2 separate regions of the Sus scrofa genome follow, and region 2 is linked to region 1. Evidence: chromatin contacts called from public Hi-C data. All regions are on one chromosome and are shown on one strand. The core of a region is the stretch at or near the end of the contact, and the rest is flanking DNA. Distances in the headings are between cores, read along the strand shown.

What was found. Hi-C and Micro-C count contacts between places; a contact is called where the count stands out from the background.
Region 2: a Hi-C map of liver shows a contact between it and region 1, with 4 times the contacts expected there. The contact joins the enhancer-like site here to the promoter of RPP40 in region 1. A contact is called at or near these places in 1 of 5 promoter capture datasets (liver), 10 of 47 Hi-C or Micro-C datasets (heart right ventricle, liver, psoas muscle and 2 more) and 1 of 2 datasets of contacts at active chromatin or transcription factors (skeletal muscle).

The regions. Positions count from the first base shown.
Region 1 is chr7:3,038,670-3,044,513 of Sscrofa11.1, reverse strand. RPP40 (ribonuclease P protein subunit p40) reads left to right here and starts at 2,091. Exons shown (of 11, transcript XM_021100135.1): 1 at 2,091-2,225. It overlaps LYRM4 (LYR motif-containing protein 4), which reads left to right. Exons shown (of 4, transcript XR_002346271.1): 3 at 1,986-2,225.
Region 2 is chr7:3,088,197-3,094,040 of Sscrofa11.1, reverse strand. The region is part of intron 2 of LYRM4 (LYR motif-containing protein 4); the gene reads left to right. Among named protein-coding and RNA genes, the nearest start is that of PPP1R3G, 42 kb to the right of the region's middle. Within about 2 kb of position 2,375, at least 23 of the 83 cell types and tissues checked have an H3K27ac peak or open chromatin away from gene starts, as enhancers often do. A contact at or near this core is called in liver, retroperitoneal adipose tissue and skeletal muscle, where this site is marked.

The sequences.
Region 1 (5,844 bases), core at 842-3,341:
CTGGGAACTTCGGTATATCATGGGTGCAGCTCTAAAAAGACAAAAAAAAAAAAAAAAAAAAACCAAAAAACTGGTAATAGAACATGCTTGAGGAAGGCCAAAGGGAATGACAGGCAGGAAGTTCTCCTTAGAGACTTGGAACGTGTATTTTTAAAATTTTAAGGGAAAGTTTCTTAAGATAAACACACACACACACACACACACACATATATATATATATATTTCTTATTATGAAAGCTACACTTACTCACTATGGGAAAAAGAGGCAGTACAGACAGAGGAGGAAACAGAGTGTAACTGTCCACGACCCCATCGGCTGGCAATAGTCCTGTTTGCTAGTCCTGTTTCTCAACATCGGCCACCCCCTCCTACAGACCCATACATAGCCCTACTGCCACTTCCCTGGGATGCTCCTGACCGTCTCCTGCCCCGAGGATTCTGACTGGTTTCGGATCTTCACTCCAATTAGCATATCTCTGCCTGGAGCATGGGGACTTTCCTGGAGTGTGAACTATGGGCTTTGTCTGAACTAACACCCAGGAGACAGGATGGCTGAGGGGTTTTTCAGGGGGTTTTAAATTTTATTTATTAAAAAAAATTTTATTGTAGCTGATTTACAGTGTTCTGTCAACTTCTGCTGTACTGCAAAGTGACTGCATCAGGCATGTATATATATGATTCTATCATGTTCTAATCCGAGAGATTGGATATGGTTCCCTGTGCTGTACAGTAGGACCTGATTCTAAATGGAACAGTTTGCATCTACTAACCCCAAACTCCCTGTCCATCCCACTCCCTCCCCCTCTCCGTTGGCACCCTCAAGTCTGTTCTCCATATCTGTGAGTCTGTTTCTTTTCTCTAGAGAGGTTCGTCTGTGCTGTATTTTGGATTCCACATGTAAGTGATCTCATATGGTATTTATCTTTCTCTTTCTTAGCATGAGACTCTCTAGTTGCATCCATGTTGCTGCAAATGGCCTTATGGCCTTTTTTATGGCTACATAGTATTCCATTGTGTATGTGTACCACATCTTCTTAGTCCATTCATCTGTGAATGGACATTTAAGTTGTTTCCATGTCTTGGCTATCGTGAATAGTGCTGCAATGAACATAGGGGTGCCTGCATCTTTTCGAATGAAGGTTTTGTCTGGATATATGCAGAATGACTGAGTTTAAACCTCAGCGCCACCCTATCTGCAGGTTCTGTGACCTCTGAGCTGAGGTTTCCTCATCTGTACAATGGGACAATGTGAGTGCCCGCTTAAAGAGGAAAACCTTTGTGACACATTCGGCACAGAGCCCACCATGTTAGAACACGAAACTGTTCTCTGTTATTGACTGCTAGCGCCGTGCCTGTGTTCATTAACTCACCATGTTAGTGCTCTGGGTGCCAGGGACACAGCCACCAACAAATCAGACACAAGTCTCAGCCTTCTGGGAGCTTCAGGATTGGAATGGGAGACAAACAACGCACAAATACTTACATACCATACTCAGCTTCTCTGATCATGACATCAGCTCTGGGAAATAGAAAGCTTTGCACATAGTAGGTACGCGTTAGACGTGTGGACTTAGTCACTGTCTTTTCCTTACCCTCCCATCACCCATGCTCTCTGTCCTGAGAGCCCTTTGCTAGTGTGTAACTAAAGGATGTGAGACCTAAAGTTTCGAGATGGGCAGTGTTGACATCCCAAAGTCTGCCTGGAAAGGGCTGCCACCCAAGAACCAAGCCCAGAGGTCACACGACCTCTGTCCTGTGACCTGAGGAGACACCAGCAGGTGCATTTTCCTCCGGTGGTCACACCGCTGCACTCCCAACTTTGTCCTCCGTGGTGATCAATTGTCGCTGCTCTGTGAAGTCAGGACAGTAAACAGCGGACGGGACACGGTGTGGCGCGAGGGGTTGGGGGGCACTGGCTGGACAGTGTTTATGACCCTGTGTGCCTGTCTCCAGCAGTGTCACCTGGCCTTGTGTTTCTCCTGCAGGAACTGCCACCTGTTTACCTTTCCTCCAGACTCTGACGTCCTAGAGCCCAACTCGGACTTCCTGCTGCATGTGAGCCAACAGACAGCAGCGTTACAGGGCAAACACCTGCCTGTCAATAAGCAGAAGACCAAAGGCCCGGGTCAGAAGATATGAGCCTGAGTCGAAAGCAAATGAGAGTGTGGACACCTGCGATCTTATTCAAAAGGGAAAAATGAAACTCAGCAGATCCTTACCTTGTGGTGAGTGCAGGGATTTTGTGAGACGTTAATGTGTGAAAGTTAATTTATTCCCAAATTCTTCACGTGGCCAAGAATCAACATGCTAGTTCATATGAAGTGTAAACCTTCATACTATGGGGGGGTTTTCCCTTTTTTTTTGAGGGCCACACCCACAGCATATGGAAGTTCCCAGGCTAGGGGTCCAATTGGAGCTGTAGCTGCTGGCCTGCACCACAGCCACAGAGAGCAAAGTCAGATCAGAGCCGCATACCACTGCTCAGGGCAATGCCAGGTCCTTAACCCACTGAGTGAGGCCAGGGATTGAACCCACTTCCTCGTGGATACCAGACGGATTCATTACTGCTGAGCCACAGCGGGAACTCCCATGCTATGTACTAGTGTTCAAAATTATTTCATTCCGTTATTACGATGGTGGAAATTCCTCAACATAGATCATTTGCTACAAACTGGCACTGGATTTGTCTCAATACCACTTTCTTTGTGTGTATCAGCCTACCTTAAATTCATTAAAATTTGTCATCTTTCCTTTTTCCGAATATAAGTGTGTCCACAAAGCAAATCTAAGAATTGCTCTACAGAGTAGTCAGAATCCAAAAGAGTCCTCAGTGACTCCTGCTTCCTGGTGACCTGTGTACCAACTCGTGACCTGTGTACCAACAGGAAGTTACGGGGGTGACCGTGTGACTGCGGAGGACACCATGCTTTCCCCTTGGTTTCTCCCAAGTCACATGCTCTAGGGGCAGCCAGCTGCCATGCTGTGAGGACACTCAAGCAGCCTCCTGGAGCAAACGGCACCAGCTCCCCAGCATGTCAACACCTTGGAAGTGGATCTAAGTTTTCAGATGACTGTAGCCCGAGCCGACATCTTCACTGCAGCCTCGTGAGAAACTGAGTCAGAACCACGAGTGGAAACCACTCCCCAAATCCTAGCACTCAGAAACTAAAATAGGGTTTATGCTCCTAAACTTTAAGTCACTTGTTATACAGAAGATAGGAATGCATTCTCTGCACATAAATGTCGTGTAAATCGAATACGGCAAATATGTATATGTCTCTACAGGCACAAGATATGTCCAGAACCTCAGGGTTTTACTTCTGGACCTCGATCCCAGGCTCTCGTGTGTATATGTGTATTTCACCAAAGTGCTATTTGTCCCAGGAAAAGGCCAGAAACATCCTGCACGTTCGGGAAAAAGGAGATAGATTCAAAACATTGTGCACGTCCATAATTTATCTTCTTGGTGCAGCCCTTACAACTATTGAGGTGGCTCTTTAATCACTGATATGAAAAAGCCTCCAAGATGTGGGGTTAAGAAGGCAAACCGGTCCAGAGCTGTGTGGATGGCTTCTCTTGGTAAAATAAAGAGGAAGAGCATGCCTGTCACATGCACAGACGACTTCTAGAAAGACGCACAAGACAGCGGTAACGCCATCGCCTCTGCAGACAGGGCTCAGGAGACAGAGGTCATTGTATGCCCTCTTATCACGTTCCATTTTCATCATGTGCTTTTATTACTTTTCCAATTAAAAATAGTTCATTGAAAAAAATCAAGAAAAACAAGGTGGAAGCAGGAATTTTTTTTTTTTTTTTTTTGGTCTTTTTGTCTTTTTGTCTTTCTAGGGCCACACCCGCAGCATATGGAAGTTCCCAGGGTAGGGGTCGCCGGCCTACACCACAGCCACAGCAACACCAGAGCTGAGCCGCATCTGTGACCTACACCACAGCTCACAGCAATGCTGGATCCTTAACCCACTGAGCGAGGCCAGGGGTTGAACCCGAAACCTAATGGTTCCTAGTTGATTTCATTTCCACTGCACCACAATGGGAACTCCCAGAAGCAGGACATTTTTTTACCTGAAACAAACAAAGGAAATTAAAATAGAGAGAGAAACTGAAAATAAACATCAGACCTTAAAGCAATTTGATGTACTCGAATAGTGCCAAGATTCGGGGCTGTAAAACCAGAGGTGACGCTGATGAAACAGGAATAATAGTAACAACGGGGATTAAGACGGAGGAATGGAGGGAGGGAGAAGACAGCAGCGGGGGCAGGCAGAGCTCTGGGCTCCCCGGGGTGCCCTCCAACCCCCTGGCCAAGGATGCTTAAAGCTGAGGCACCCAGAGCCCCAAAACAGCAAAGGGCAGAAGAGTCCAGGCTGGGCAGGACCAGTGTGTGTGTGGCGTGGCAGCCCCACCGGCCGCCCGGCTCCGGCCCCGAGCTGAGTGAGAGTGTCCTTAGAGCAAAGAGAAGCACAGCCCCACGGGTCTCACTGGACTCCAGCCTCCTCCCCTGTCCGGGTAGAGAGCGCCCGTCGGACCCCTCAGGGGGATGGAACTCTCAAACAGACGTGCATCTTGGGGAATTGGAGGAGCAGCAAGGAGACATGACTGCCTTGGGGCTACATATAGAGTGAGGCTCCGAACCACTGAATGAAGACAACTGGGGGTGTCGTCCTGAGCGAGAGACCCAGAGCTCAGCCGCTAGAGCCCCCCGGGTCTCCCTCCCGAATGGACCTCTTTGGTCCCCAAATTGGGACTGAGCGGGGAGGAGGGCAACGAGTAGGCCTTGAGCCCCCCTTTAGATTAAAGCATGTGCCAGGTTCTCAGTGACAGCAGGGCTGGGCAGCAGTGCCACTGAGCATTTGGGGGCGGGGATGTGAAGTCAAAACTATTTCATAGCGACATTAAGACGTTACTTGTCTTTGTCACTTTGCAGACATCTGCACTGCCCCAAAGCAGTGGGGGTAAAACCACGCCAGCATCATTTAAGAAAATCCCACATAAGGAGTTTTCTTGTGGCTCAGCGGGATCTGGTGTTGTCACTGCAGCAGCTCAGGTCGTTGCTGTGGCTTAGGCTCAAACTCTGGCCTGGGAACTTCCACATGCTGACAGCGCAGCCAAAAAAAAAAAAAAGCACAGTGCAAAACAGCATAAAAAAACAAAGAATATCCTACATAAACCAGTAAAAGTTATCAATTTTAGTAAATCTCAACACTGAGCACCTGGCCTCTAATAGTCTATGTGACAAACTGGGAAGTACGCATAAAGCACTTTACCACCCAAGAGCTCTTAGGAGAGGGTTGTGAGTGGAACCCGTTTACGTTAAGAAAGGGTTTAAGACCCCTACCCTGGGAACCTCCATATGCTATAGGTGCGGCCCTAAAAAAGACAAAAGGCAAAAAAGAAGAAAAAGAAAAAAGAAACAGTGTAACTTACACCATTACGTCATGGGCCATTCACAGCTGGCCGTGCAGTAGACATTTTCTCGAAAATCACTGATGCGAATCTCTGCCTTCAACGAAAACATGAGGAAGAATGTGCTGCCAATTCTGAAACCTGAACGTGGAAGGAAAACTGTCATTTGAACTATGTGTGACCACCCGGGAGTGGCGGCCTCCCAGCGCTTACAGACAGATGTCTCTGATGAGCTCAGCAGGGAAACAAGTGCGACTTTTGACAGAGGCGACGTTTGGAAGAGCTGTGTTTCTCGGCATATCCATATTTTCCAAACAACCAACTGAGGATGTTACGAAATCATGTGTGAACCACCTGTATAAAATAGGTCACGGCAGGGGTTTACTGAGACTACAGGGAACTCCATTCAACATCCTGTGATAA
Region 2 (5,844 bases), core at 1,126-3,625, 49 kb before region 1:
GTTTGTTTTTGTTTTTCAGGGCCGCACCCACAGCATATGGAGGTTCCTAGGCTAGGGGTCCAATCGGAGCTACAGCTGCCGGCCTACACCGCAGCCACAGCAACGCCAGATCCAAGCCACATCTGCAATCTACACCACAGCTCTCGGCAATGCCGAATCCTTAACCCACTGAGCGAGGCCAGGGATCGAACCTACAACCTCATGGTTCCTAGTCACATTCATTTCTGCTGCGCCATGACGGGAGCTCCAATATTTGTCTTTTGTGTCTGGCTCATTTCACTTTGCATAATGTCCACGGGTTCATTCATGTTTTCACAAATGGAGAGGTTTTCTTCTTTTTATGTCAGAGCAGTATTCCTCTGTGTTTGAGAGTGTGTGAGTATGAGTGTTGTATGAGTACTGTGTGTGTGTTGTGTGTGTGAGTGTGTGTGTGTGTGTGCGTGCACATGTACCTAGCATTTTCTTGGTCCCTTCATCTGGGGACGGGCTCCTGGGCTGCTCCTGGGTCTTGGCTGTCACGGGCAGGGTCTGCATTGAACTCGGAGGTGCGAGATGTCCTCAAAATACTAGCTCATTTGCTTGGGGTCGATACCCAGAGGTGGGTTGCCGGCTCGTATGGCAGTTCCATGTTTAATTTTTTGGAAGCTCCGTATTGATTTTCAAAGTACCTACACCAGCTTGTTTAAATTTTTATCATGTACCCACCGCCAGCCGTCTACCTTCCATCAGAATTACACATTCGTGGCCAATGGCAAATGCCCACCTGTGCCCAGTCATGTTGTTTGAGAAAATGTTCATTTTAATATGAAACTATTTCAGTACGTCAGTACAGTGCCATTGTTATAACAAATTCACAGTAATTTCTTAATATCATCAAACATGCAGTGTTTGAATTTCCAGTTATCTCACAAATGCAGTTCTTTTCACTTTGTGTGTCTGTGCGTTGGGCTTGGGACCCCGGTGTCCTGGACCGTCTGTCTCTGACCTTCCTTCTCATTAGCGGCTGTTCCCGCGTCTCCCCGTCGGCCCTGATTTCCCTTGTAATTTAGTTCTTGTTCTTGGGTCAGGATTTTGCTGATTTATTGGGTCGCTTATCTTGTATAAAAACTGGTAGTTGGATCTTAGCTAGCTGGGTTCTTGGGCTTGGCTGGATGTTAGGCTCACCCGGGAGCGTTGCCGAATCCTGACGTTTGGAAATGAGGTAACCATGACCTTACTTATCGTCCAGCAAGTCTCCTCCAAAGGAATGGAAACAAGGACGCGTGCACAAGTGTTCACGACAGTGTTACTCACGACAGCCAGAGGTACAAACAACCCACGTGTCCTCCAGCCGAAGAGGGACAAGTGAAAGACGACGCCTGCCTGCCTGCCTGCCTGCCTGCCTGCCGTGGAAGTCAGCCTGAAAGTAATGAATCCCTGATGCGAAGTGGAAGAAGCCTGCCTGACGCAAAGGCCACATATTTTATGGTTCCGTTTATTGAAAATGTGCAGAATGGGGAAATCCAGAGGGCGTGTGGAGGCCCCTGGTGGTTGCCAGGGGCCGGGGGAGAGAATGGGCAGTGGCTGCGAATGGGTACGAGGTCTGCTCTTGGGGGGATGAGAGATCCTGGCAGCAGAGGGTGGTGATGGGTGTAGGACGCTAGGAATGTCATGAGTGCCACTGGGTGGGATACTTTAAAGTGGTCTGCACGGGGAGTTTACGCCCTGTGTTTCTCCACAACCTGTACCGTGTGACACGTGAGCGACACCCCAGACCACGTAAACGCACCCCTGAGGTGTGACTCGAGCATCAGGCTGTCCCTGAGACCCGGGTGCCGGCAGACAGCCGGGGTTCGCGCTCCTCGGCGGGTCGGGCGGTGCCGAGAGCTGTTTACCTTCCTGCTGGTCTCTCCCCGTGTCTTCTCCCTCCCGGCAGAGGGGAAACGCTGCCAGGAAGCAGCTGCCTAGAGCCACACCAAGTGTTATCTCTTATTTCAGAAAATAAAATTTGGGGAAACATCGGAAGAAGAAGGCCGTCTTGCACAGACCTGCCTGTTGTTCTGCTGGGAGAGGAAAGGGCCTAGGGCTCTGATGGCCGGGCATCCGGGGGGAGACCTGGCAGCGTGGGGACCATGGCCCCACTGGCCCCCAGCACCTGCACACACGCTCCCCCACTGCCAGAGCAGCTGTCCCGGCCTCTTCTCCAGAAAACCTGGGGCAAGGGGCCAAATAGGGCAGCGGGCCGACCCCTCGGGGCGGGAAGTGGACATTCTCCCGCTGCCTTTCCTCTCCTCGCGCTGCCCTCGGTCCCCAAGCAGCTCCGTGGGGCCCGCCTCCCCCATCTTCAGGAAGAAAGTGCCATTTCCTTTGCAAGATCCGCCTCCCCGAGCTGGGAGAGCTGGGAGAGCTGGGATCGGCCAGCCTTGGCAGAGGCGCAAGTGGGATCAGAGCAGACAGGGCGGTCCAGTTCCCTCCGCTCGGCCCGCTTCCTTTTCTGGCAAAGCCTGAGCGCCCTCGGAAACCGCTGGCCAGAGATGCATGAGGCCCAGTCCTCCGCGCGGCCCAGGGCACCTGGCCTGTGCTTCGCCCGGCTCAGCGCCCATCGCCCCAAACTCCCATTTCCGAAGGGGTGGGGGGCTCCTGCAGCCGAGGCGCAGTAAACCTGGGTGGGAGCTGCGTCTCCGTCTGTCTCGGCCTCTTGCAGCCCAGCCTCGGTGACCCGGGGACTCTGCCGTTGACTAGCGTGGCGTTTCTCCGTAAAATATTAACTGGGAAGAACAGAAGCATCTGCTTGAATGGTGCGGGACGCCGCCCTAAAACAAGAACTGGGAAAAATAGGAGAGGAAGTGTGTTGTAGTAAAAGATGACAGATGTTGGTCTCCGCCAGATCCGCCCCCAGCGACCCTTCTCGGTTCGTCCCCAGCCCGGGAGCTGCCGTGTCGTCCCCCCCGCCCGCGCCCGACCCCCTACGCCCACTTAGCTCTGAGTTGTGAACGTACATACATATATTTATAAAGATGGCAGGTTTTATCGTCAGAAGACCTGGGTTGGGTTGTGTCAGCTCCGTAAGCCGCGTGCCAGCTGTGAAAGTGTAGCCAGAGCACTAAACTTCCCTGCTTCTGCATGTACTCATCCTGAGGTGTGGGCCTTATGTAGAGATGGGCTGTCGGTAAAAATTAAGTGGGAAACCAAGACGTTCGGCCACTAAGCCTGGCACCTGCCCAGTGAGTGTGTCTCTCAAGGATAGTCGGTTCAGCAGGTAAAGCAGGTGAGCTCACCTTTAATCCCGGAGAACTGGGGTTACCAGCTGGGATGCCTTCTCTCCCCGCTCCGGGGGGGTCCTGAAAGCCACAAGAGTCGGGTACAGTCATGGAAACTTGCTTGAGGTTAAGCCAGGTCAGAATTTCCGATCCGCTAACGAATCCTGATCTGTCAGCTGGGCGGCCGCGACCACTTGAAGCAAAAGGTGTGAGTCCGGGACGGGGTGATGATTGCGGCCTGATGATGACTTGTGCCCAGCTCTTTCTTTTCCACTCAAATTCTATCTTCCAGGCCCTTAAATATTCTACAGGGTCGTTTTTAAGGACTGCATATTAAGGATGTTCTTTAAGAGGAAGTTGTGGGCAATTCTGAGGCAGCTAATTCAAAAATCTAACAAGAAGTAAATTAACCTGAGAGGTGGAGAGCTTTTTAAGACTTTCTCTGGCCAAGTCCTTGAAGGCTCTGCTCTGTTCTCTTTCGGAAGACGACCGTCAGCGTTCCCACAGGAGTGGGTTTTGATGAATGTCCCCTTTCATTTCTCGTAGTCCCAGCTTGATGAGTTTAGCTACTGTCTTTATTTAGCGCATGGGGGTTTCAGCTGCTCCGTCTTTTTGGCAGATGTTGGTGATTGTTCAGTTTAGTGCTTCTTAGACTCAACCCCGCCTCATATTAATACAAACTGGCCTTTTTCCCCCAGAACACGCCTAGCACACCCTGATACATCCCTCCACTTGCAGTTTGTTTTAGGAGTTTTGTCTTGTTTGTTATCATTCCCAGTTAGTCCTGCCACGTTTCATTTAATGGCTGATAGAGTTGATTTCATTCCTTCATCTCATTCTGTTATTTATTAGGCTTTGTTTTCTTTTCTTCGCCTCTTTATTTTTATTGGTTTTACCAAGTAGCTCTTCATTCCTTCTCCCCTCTTGTGATTAGTGTGGGAGGTCCGCTTTGCTACTCTTTGACAATTGCCTTCTATAGCCTGATGCTTGTAATTAGAAGCATATATTTTTACAGATATTTGCAAAAAGATAATGTTTTTTCCATCAAGACACTCTGTCTCCCAACATGTGTAAATTTCGTCAGTAAGTCTGTTCCCTACCAGCAGTTTCTCCCAGAGTCTAAGCGCTCTAGCTGCGCTGTTCCTCTGCCTCTGCCAGCAGCTTTGTGTTACAGGCGGCCGTTTGGGTCAGATGTTTTCTGTCTGGCTCCTAGATTCCCTTAACTCTTACTGTTAGTTTTCCTTTGTCATCTCACTGGGGTTCAGGGCTGTTGTCAGCCTGCCTGCATGGCCGCAGTTCCGGAGGTGACACAAGGAGAATGTTCCCTACCCCCGGGGACCAGTGCCAGAGTGGTGACAGCAGGTTCCCAGGTCCTCTTAATACAGTCCCAGCTCGGGGACACCCCCTCCTGGACCAACAGAGCTCTCTGTCAGCCAGATCCCTGGGGTCCACCTTCCTCCCCCAGCCACAGTCATCCCAGAATCCCCAGTGCTGGCCTCCAAGCCCTGCGTGGTCTCCAGGGAGAAGGCTCCCTTCTAGCAGCTGGTCGGGGGAGGGCCCTGTCTGCTTTCTCCTTGCCTGGCTCTGCCCACCACCTCGGCAAGGTCATGAGAGGTCTCCCCCAGGACACGTGACAAGGACCAGCCTCAGACTCTTTGTTTAGGGGGTGGGAAGGAAGCTAACTCCACACTGCTCAGTGCTGGGGACATGAAGAGGACACAGTCCCTGCGTTCCCGTCATGGCTCAGCGGTAAGACAGAGCTGAGGAGCATCCATGAGGACGTGGGTTCGATCCCTGGCCTCGCTCAGTGGGTTCCAGCATTTCCATGAGCTGTGGTGTAGGTCGCAAACACAGCTTGGATCCTGCATGGCTGTGGCTGTGGTGCAGGCTGGAAGCTGCAGCTCTGATTCAACCCCTAGACTGGGAACTTCCGTATGCCACGGGTGTGGCCCTAAAAAGATTAAAAAAAAAAAAGAGGACACATCCCCAGACTTCAGAGAGCTCTCATCCTGCTGTGGAGACAGATGTGAAGGCTACACGACATGGCTGTGGCTGGTGCTGGGTGGGGTCTGTGCAGAAGACCGAGGCCACAGTGGGGTGTTCCAAGCCCATCCTGGGGAGCCGGGCTGGGACCCCAATCTCAGGACAGAGCCCTGGCTGCCCACCCCCCACTAACCGGCGCCTTGGTGCAGTTGTGTGGGTTACTCAGCCCGTCTGTGAGGAAAGGACATTGCTGACGCCCTACTCAGCCCATTGGACGCATGAGGAAGGGGCAAGGAACGAGTAGGAAAGGGGAAAAGGGCGGAAGACACGCGAACTCATCACAGAACTGTGTCTTCCAGGAAAAACACGTCTCTCCAAAACCCAGAAAAGCCCGGGGCAGCAGGGGTAGTCGAACTCTATCCTGGGATCATTCATGTTTTCAGCCAAGCTACTGAAAATGAGGCCAAGCCTGGGACCGTAGACTGCGCCAGAGGCCGTCCGCAGTTGTGCAGGCTGTGTGGACGCGGGAGCGGGAGGTGTGTGCACCGAGGAATTCTGGGTTAGTCACACCAAGTAGCGTATGCGCTGGCCTTCAGCGTTTCAAATGCAAACGTGATAAAAT